Linked DNA regions of Ovis aries: region 1 is linked to region 2. A link is a contact called in public Hi-C data. All regions are on one chromosome and are shown on one strand. The core of a region is the stretch at or near the end of the contact, and the rest is flanking DNA. Distances in the headings are between cores, read along the strand shown.

Region 1 (4,600 bases), core at 11-2,510, 170 kb after region 2:
TTCCGGGCTGGAAGGTTGGCCTCAGGATGTGCCTGGAGAAGTCAAAGTGGGGGATGAATGAAACCCACAGACTGCCAGCATACTTGCTGTCAGGTCATCAGCCTCAGAGAGGGCAGGGTGGGACCTCCTGAGACCTGAAGGTCATTTGCTCTCTCTCTGTTATTACTTAAGTACCCACACAGTATCTTCCATCTTGATTCTTGGCATAAAGTTGAAAATATTTACTTTCCGGCCTGTTATGGAAGCTTGCCGGCCCCTGGCCTAAACTGTTAGAAGTGGTTTTCTCTGGGAAGTAATGGGGTCAGGGGCAGGAAAGGGGAAGGGACTTGTAAAATATTAACTGAATAGATGATGTAGCCAGGTGTTTATCACCTGGGTGATAAAATGTTTAATTTTAAAACGAAAGTGCCTTAAAGTATGATGGCTTAGTATCCCCAGCTTAAAGGCCTGGCCAGCCAGCCCATGTCTCTCCCTTAGGAGCAGGAGAGAGAGATTTGAGCCCAGCTGCTGCCTCCTCGCCCCTCCCCTAGGGGTAATGCCTCACCATGTTTTGAGGGTGCCCGTGGGGGCTGAGATGACCCCAAGAGGTCACTCTTCAGGCTGCAGTAACAAGGACTTTAGCCAGGGACTCTAAAATTAACAAGGAGATGACAGATCCTGAGCGCAGAAGGCTGATCAGGAACAGAGACACAACCAGCCCCACCCCACCCTTGGCCCACCTTGATCTTCCCTCTAGGACTGAGTCCTGGGCCTCCAATCTCCTAACTGCCAGCACCCGACTGCATTCTCTACATCCGATGTTCATTCATTCACCTCTCTCTGGGGCTTCCAGATGTGCTGATTCCTGGTGGGGAGCCCCCTAGGACTTCACTCTACGAGGTGGGGCGCAGGGTATGGTGCCAAACATATACACTTCCTTCTAGGAGCAGCCAGGGCTGGAGGAACCCCAGAGAAAGATATCAAAGCTCAAATTTAGTTTTGAGACAATTTCCTAAAGCACCGGAGAACATCATTTGGAAAGGGGTTTTGAAGGATGAATAAGAGTTGGCTAGGTGAATTAGAAATTTCTCAGAAGAAAGAGACCTAATCAGTTCTGCGGCACTAAACTCCTTTACTTCTGCCCCTCAGCACCCTTCCCGCCTCCTCCCCAGCCCAGGGACTTTGGGGTCTGCCAAGAGATCTAAAGGCCTATCCACCTCTCTTAGGATGGTGGCCCAGAAGGAAGCCGCCAGGGTCAGCCAAGTTCAGGCGGACAGGAAGCACCCCCCCCTCCCCGGAGGCCAATTGACCCATCGGGCCCGGCCCCGCCCCGCCCCGCCCCGCCCCGCCCCCGCCCCTGCCCGCCCCGGCCCCGCCCCGCCGCCACCTGCACCACGAAGCCGGTCAATGAACTAGCAGCAGCTGCACGTGGGATCGGGCTCCGCAGGCGGCCGCCGGCGGCGCTGACCAATCGTAAGGGCGCTTACCCACGTGGGCCTCAACTCCCGCCTCTGATTGGTCGGCTCTCCTCAGCCGCCGGAAGGACTGTCAATCAGCGGGCCCGGCGCCTGCGCTTAACCCTTGCGGTCCCGAGGTGGGGAAGGGCAGCGTGCAGAGTTGTAAGCAATTTGGGGTCCCGGCAGGGATGAGAATATTTAGTTAAGGCAAGGGGCTTGGGGTCACAAGGTGCAGCTTGAGGAGAGACTGGGAGGTGTGTATTCTTGTTTTGTGAGAAGCCACGTCAATTTTTCGTCCTGCCCTGGAGCGGCTCCTGGCTGAGGGCGAGGCGGGGAAGGGAAGCACTCTCACTCGATCCTTAGATACGGGCTAAACACCTTCTCCTCAGTATTAAATAACGTGTAATGCAAACGAAGCTTCGGTCCCCTTTCTTGGGGAAAATTCAAAGGCTCCCTTTTATCCAGCCTCCTAGGAGGCAAGCCTGGGGCTGTGCATTTTATCAACGAAATTTCCCAGCAGCCCTCCAAGCCCGGGGACTGAGGCTCTGAGAAATCTGAGAACCAAAGGCAGGAACTGCGAAGGCCTTGGAACTGGTACACTTTTCCAGGTTCAAGGCCAAGGAGGGAAGCTTAATTCTACTCTAGGTTTGAGGGTGACCTCAGAGATAAGGGTGGGATGTGTGTGGAGAGGTTCAGGAGTCCTGTTTTTGGTGTGAAATGGCCTGCTTGAGATGGGAAGTGGCCAGTGCAGAGTGTGGGAGTGAGAGGTAAAGTTTGTACCCTCCCCAGAACCTTCGCCCTGGCTGTTCCCTCCTGGGCTGTTCCCCCCGCTGGATACTTCACCTTCAACTCTAGCTCAGAGGTCACCAGTTCAGGAAGGCATCCATCCCCCGGACACAGTTCTTATTTTTCTCCAAATCTGGTTTATATTGAAGCTAATCTTGTAATCTCCGTAGCCCTAAACCCTGCTGTGTTCAAAACTCACACAATGCTGATTCTCCCATGTGTTTGCACCTGGCCACAGGCACTGGGGTGGGGAAGGGGGCGTCCTGGGGAGTGGTGGTGAAGGGGCGCGGGGGTAGGCAGGCTTGGGATTCACACAAACCAGAGAAATCTCCTTCCCCACCAAAGTCCGAGTTTTGTCGTGGAGAGCGGGTAGACGTGGGAGGGAAACGGGTGACTGAGGGTTCTGATCCTAGGACGTGTAGCCCCCAGCGGTTAAGATGTAAACACACAAATTGGGTTCTGTGGCTTGTTTGTGGAGGACAAAGTGAGAGCTGCCATGTATAAGCCTCAAATACAGGTTTTTGCCCACCATCCCTCCACTGGCCCATAATTGAAGTGTATTTTATTTATGGTCCAGCCTGCTAATTGCCTCCCTCTGCGTGCTCCACTCCTCTCCGTGGTTGTAGAGGGTCAGCCGGACACACCAGTTTATTATCCGGGGCTGTCTTGTCTCCCACGATATCCACTGGTTACCTGCGGTTATTTAAATGAAAATGAATTAAAACAAGATAAAATTTCAAACTCGGTTCCTCTGGGGTCACAGGCTGAATCAATGTCAACCGCTCAGTAGCCGCACCTGGCTGGGGACGACTGGCCTCTCTGCAGATCTATAACATTCCCATCGTCTTAGAAAGTTCCACTTTTTAGTGCAGGTCTGAGATTCTCTTTAATTTTGATTTTGTATTGGAGTATAGAAAATCTCCAGTATTGGGGCTTGCCAGGTGGCACTAGTGCTTAGGAACCTGCCTGCCAATTCAGAACCAGTTCAGTCCTGGGTGGGGAAGATCCTCTGGAGAAGGAAATGGCAATGCACTCCAGTATTCTTACTTGGCAAAACCTACGGACAGAGGAGCCTCGTGGGCTACAGTCCATGGGGTTGCAAAGAGTTGGTCGTGACTAAATGACTAGGCACATACTGATTTACAGTGTTGTGTTCAGTTCAGTCGCTCAGTTGTGTCCGACTCTTTGCGACCCCATGGACTGCAGCACACCAGGCTTCCCTGTCCATCACCAACTCCCAGAGCTTACTCAAACCCATGTCCATTGAGTCGGTGATGCCATCCAGCCATCTCATCCTCTGTCGTCCCCTTCTCCCGCCTTCAGTCTTTCCCAGCATCAGGGTCTTTTCCAGTGAGTCAGTTCTTCGCATCAGGTGGCCAAAGTATTAGAGCTTCAGCTTCAGCATCAATCCTTCCAATGAATAGTCAGGATTGATTTCCTTTAGGATTGACTGGTTTGATCCTCTTGAGGTCCAGGGGACTCTCAAGAGTCTTCTCCAACACCACAGTTCAAAAGTATTAATTCTTCAGCGCTCAGCTTTCTTCATGGTACAACTCTCACATCCATACATGACTACAGCTTTGACTAGATAGATGGACCTTTGTCGGCAAAGTAATGTCTTTGTTTTTTAATATACTGTCTAGGTTGGCCAAAGTTTTTCTTCCAAGGAGCAAGTGTCTTAATTTCATGGCTGCAGTCACCATCTGCAGTGATTTTGGAGCCCAAGAAAATAAAGTCTGTCACTGTTTCCATTGTTTCCCCATCTATTTGCCATGAAGTGATGGGACCGGATGCCATGATCTTAGTTTTCTGAATGTTGAGTTTTAAGCCAGCTTTTTCACTCTCCTCTTTTACTTTCATCAAGAGGCTCTTTAGTTCCTTACTAAACATTTAATTTACTAAATTTTGTGTTAGTTTCATAGATCTGAAATTCTTAAAAAAACAAAAGAGAAATTCCTGGGACTTCTCTGGTGGTCCATTGGTTAAGACTCCACACTCCTGATGCAGAGGGCCCGGGTCTGATCCCTTGTCAGGGAACTAGATCCTACATGCTGCAACTAAGAGATTGCCTGCCACAACTAATAAAATCCCAAGTGCCACAACTAAGACCCAGCGCAACCCAAGAAATATTTTTTAAAAGAGAGAGAGAGAAGTTTCTAGGTCCATGTAGAAATGGGAGGCATTTCATAGCAGCACTTCTATTCTCACCCATGGAAAGCCCCCTGCACCCGTGGCTGGGGTCATGGTGGGCCCTTTGGCTGGTGTGGTCTCACCTCTGCATCTTCCTTTTACTGTTCCCTCTTGCTCCAGCCTGTCTGACAGGCACGCCACCTCCTTGAGCCCTCAGGAAAGGGACAGATGACACAGCAGTGAGGAGG
Region 2 (4,603 bases), core at 261-2,760:
TGAATGCAGTCTGAAATAGGTCATGGGCCCTGATCCAACCCCAAGGCCCCTCCAGGGTCCCACAGAGGGTGTCAGCACAGTCTTCACCGTCCCCACCCCCCAGTCCCCATCCCCTGTCAGGAGAACTGCCAGGGCCACCCCAATTCAGACACTGTGCCATGATCTGAGCCCAGGGCTGGGGCCACAGTCCCCAGCACCCCCTCTCAGCATGCCAACAGAGAATCAGGTGGCAGGGAGGCAGGCAGGCCTTCCCACCCGACCTGCCTCCTCTGCTGGGCTCACAGGTCGCCCACACCTCCCCGTCCACCCCAGGATCTGGGCTCTGCCAGATGGACAGCCCAAGCTCATCGTGTTTGGCCTCAGCCCTCAACACACTGCTAACAGGCTTGGCCAGTTTTAACTCAAGCCAAAGGTGGAGGCGGCAGTCTGGGTGCGGAGGGGGCCAGTGGGGGGCACAGAGAAATGGAGGGGGAATGCTGATCCAAACAGAGAGGGTGGGCATGGCGGGGAGGGCACACGGTAGCCTTTGAACCACCCAAGAGGCCGGCGCTCCCCCCTGACTGGCTTAGCTGCCTGCACCCCCACCCCCCACCCGCTTTCTTTGTAGTTACCGATTAGCCCGAGATCCTGAGCATCCGTGTCCCCCGCGGCCGGCTGGACCTGCCCCGCCGGCCTGGCTTTGTGAAAATGACCAAAGCAATGAAATCCAGTGGTGCAAACTTCCCCGACGGGGCCTGGGGAGGCCAAATGAATGGGGGGGGGGGGCACAGGGAGGGGTGGCAGTGTTCAGGCAGCTTCCCAGCAAAGGGGCAAGAAAGAGTGGGTGAGGGAGGGAGGAAGGGGTGGGGGTCTAGAGGGAATAAGAGGGAGAGGGAGAGAGGGAAGGATGCTGGGGGTGGGGGAGGATGGGAGGTAGGGGGAGATGAGAGAGGAGAGAAAAGGGAAGAGAAGAGAGAGAGAGGGAGAGGGAGAGAGAGACAGAGAGAGAGAATGCCGGAAGGTGGGGAGGGAGGGAGTGGAGGCGGAGGAGGGGAGGGGGCCAGCTCGGATCTGTCAGCTGCACCCCCAGAGGGGGGAGGAGGGGGTGGGTAGAACGGGGTTGGGGGGGGGAAGAAATGATGCCGTGGCAGTGGCAAGCGGAGGGAGGAGATGAGGAGAGGTTGGTGGCGGGGAGAAGATGCCGGAAGGTGGGGTGGGGAGGCCGAGGGAGGAGAGGAGAGGGGAGGGGAGCGAGCCGGGCGCCCACCTTTGTGCATGCCCGTGTAGGGGTCTTTGAGCACCGTGAGCTCATAGATGCGGCCGAACTGCTCGAAGAGCGGCTTGAGATCCTTCTCGTCCAGGTTGCGCGGGATCTGGCCCACGAACAGCTTGATGGCGTCCAGGTCCTTCGTGCCGTCGGGCTGCCCCCCGGGGGGCTCGGGCCCGCTGCTGCCCACGGGCGAGGGCCGCGGCTGCAGGAGCTGCTGCTGCTGCCGGCGCGCCTCGCTCTCCGTCAGGCGGGCCATGGCGGGCGAAGGCGGGCGGCGGGCGCGGGACCGAGCCGGCGGCGGCGGCGGCGGCGGCGGGCGGCGGGCGGACTCGCAGCTGGAGCGACGGACACCGCCTCCCGCCTCCCTCCCGCCCGGTCCCCGCGCCCTCCTCCCTCCTCCGCGCGCCCGCTCGCGCCAGCATCAGGACCACAAAAGGGCGGCTCCGCAGCGGCCCCTGGCGGCCAGAGCGCGCCTCGCCGCGGCGGCGCCCCCGCGCGCATCGTCTATCCCGAATCGCACATCCTGCATCCCAGACAACCGGCATCCCGCCTGGCCGCCCAGTCCGGGCCGGTAAACTGAGGCCAGCGGGCTCGTAACCCTTGCCTTCTGGGTGCGTGACGGCAAATCTTTAGGCAGGACCGACCGGGCTTCGAGGTGGCTCGAAGTCTTCCCATTGATAACACCAGAAAAACACAAAAAGTAGCACACAGTTCTATAGGGCGCTCACTTGGCTTTTACAGGACTGTCCATGGAATGTTTAAGCAGACAGAATAATAACCTTAATAATAACAAAAATAACAGCAACAAGGAAGAGCATTTTTATAATACTGTGCTCAGCACTTTTAAGCTTGTAACTTACGGAACAGAAACAGCGATCTTTGTGTTCTATCCTCAGCAACACTTTTGGTCACACTTGCCACGGGCACATACTGTTCAAAATATTTAGAAAGAAATGATGTATTTGGGCCAAGGTCTCTATGGGCATCACGCCACCCCTGCTAAAACTCTCCATCAAAACCACAAGGAGGTTGTCACCTCACACTGGCCATCAAAGAGCCTACAAGTAATAAATGCTAGAGAGGGTGTGGAAAGAAGGGACCCCTCCTACACTGTTGGTGGGAATGTAAATTGGAGCAGTCACTATGGAGAACAGTATGGAGGTTCCTCAAGAAGCTGAAAATAGATCTATCATATGATCCAGCAATCCCATTCTTGGGCATATATTTGGAGAAAACTTGAATTTGAAAAGATACACGCATTCCAAAGATACATAGCAGCACTATTTACAATAGCCAAGAAATGGAAGCAAGCTAGATGTCCATCAACAGATGAATGGATAAAGATGTGGTATGCATGTCTGTGTATACACACACACACACACACACACCCCAGAATACTACTCAGCCATAAAAAAAGAATGAAATAATGACATTTGCAGCAACATGGATGGATGTAGAGATTATCATACTAAGTGAAGTAAGTCAGGCAGAGAAAGATAAATATCATATGATATCACTTAAATGTGGAATCAAAAACAAAATGAGGCAAGTGAACTTATTTACAAAACAAATAGACTCACAGATATAGGAAACAAATTTATCGTTACCAAATGGGAAGGAGGGTATAAGTTAGGAGTTTGGGATTAGTAGATACAATAAATTATATTATCTATATTAGTAGATATTAGTATTACATTATTTATATTCGTAGCTATATATCTATATTATATCTATATAGATATATAATGTATTTATATATAATTAGTAGATATATAAAATAGATAACAAGAACCTACTCTATAGTACAGGGAACTATATATATTCAATATTTTGTAACAATTTATAATGGAAGAGAATGTGAAAAAGAATATATACATATACATATGTACACAGCCACCTTGCTGTACACCTGGAACTAACACAGCATTGTAAATCAACTACAATTCAGTTTTTTAAAATATCCAAAGATGTCTCCAAATTAAAGCCTGAGTCTTTCCTGCACCACCTCCCTGCCCTCCCCTCCACCTTCTCTCTCCCTTCCTCAGTCTGCTCCAGACACACGTACCACTTCACTGTTCCTCCAACACATGAGGTGTGGTGCTGCCTCAGGGCCTTTGCACAACTGTGCCTGGAATGCCCTTCACCCAAATGGTACATGGTCTGCTCCTTCAACCTCCCATCACTTTCTGTGTCTACCTGATCTAAGATCATTTAGCCACCATTACTTCGTTTCTCAGGCTTCCTTTTTCTTCCATAGCATTTATACTCATGATAATTTAATTAATTCTAATATGTTATGTTCGGTTCAGTTCAGTCACTCACTCGTGTCTGACTCTTTGTGACAACATGGACTGCAGCACGCCAGGCTTCCCTGTCCATCACCAACTCCTGGAGCTTGCTCAGACTCACGTCCATTGAGTTGGGGATGCCATCCAACCATCTCATCCTCTGTCATCCACTTCTCCTCCTGCCTTCAATCTTTCCCAGCATCAGGGTCTTTTCAAATGAGTCAGTTCTTCATATCATTACATATTTATTGATTGATTAATAAGTCACTTTGCTCTCTCTCCAACACCAGGCTCTGTGCTAAGTGCTAGACTCAACCCACAGCACAATGCCTGGGATGAGTACAGACAAATAAACCAGATACTTTATTATTATTAGCCATGCTACAAGGCATGTGGGCTCTTAGTTTCCCAACCAGGGATAGCCCTCTGCAGAGTCTTAACCACTGGACCACCAGGGAAGCCCCTAAACCAGATACTTTAGACTGTGTTCAATGCAATGGAGGCAACAGAAGTGGAGAGATGGCTTTAGGAGGCAAATTCATGGAAGGCTTAGAGAGGATGGCCTTTAAGAAAGAAAAGGCAGGTGCAAAGGCCCTGAGGCAGGGTTGGAGGAACTGGGGTCAGAGGTTGTAAGATAAAAAGCACCACACAGCCACTAGGGGTCAGTCTACTGACCCTGACTTTATTTTAAATGTATTTCCTTTGTGTTTTTTTGTTGTTGTTTTGTTTTTTCTTAATACAGAAGCATTCTTTTCTCTCTCTCTCTCTTTTTTTAACAATTTATTTTTTGGTCACATAGCATGCGGGATCTTAGTCCCCTGATCCAGGATCAAACTCATGCCCCTGCAGTGGAAGCATGGAGTCTTAACCACTGGACCACCAGCGAAGTCCCTATTTCTTTTTCTTTATTTTGAAACAAAAAGGACCAGTCATAGTGCTGTGATGAGCCAAAGGAAAAATCAGTAATTCTGATTGTATTTAAAATGTTGACCTTTTTGTTCATCATGGATTTTTTTCAGCATTATTTTTAGTTTTTGAAAACTAGTGTATTAAAATATTCTCTATT

Evidence for each region. A called contact is a pair of places that touch in the nucleus more often than the background predicts.
Region 1: a contact with region 2 is called in a Hi-C map of tail adipose tissue, with 5 times the contacts expected there. The contact joins the promoter of TLE6 here to the promoter of CELF5 in region 2. A contact is called at or near these places in 4 of 16 Hi-C or Micro-C datasets (hypothalamus, mixed tissues and tail adipose tissue).

What each region holds. Positions count from the first base shown.
Region 1 is chr5:18,580,188-18,584,787 of ARS-UI_Ramb_v3.0, forward strand. TLE6 (TLE family member 6, subcortical maternal complex member) reads right to left here and starts at 1,261. Exons shown (of 15, transcript XM_042250199.2): 1 at 814-1,261; 2 at 1-32.
Region 2 is chr5:18,409,620-18,414,222 of ARS-UI_Ramb_v3.0, forward strand. CELF5 (CUGBP Elav-like family member 5) reads right to left here and starts at 1,511. Exons shown (of 12, transcript XM_042250184.2): 1 at 1,247-1,511. The coding sequence starts at 1,505.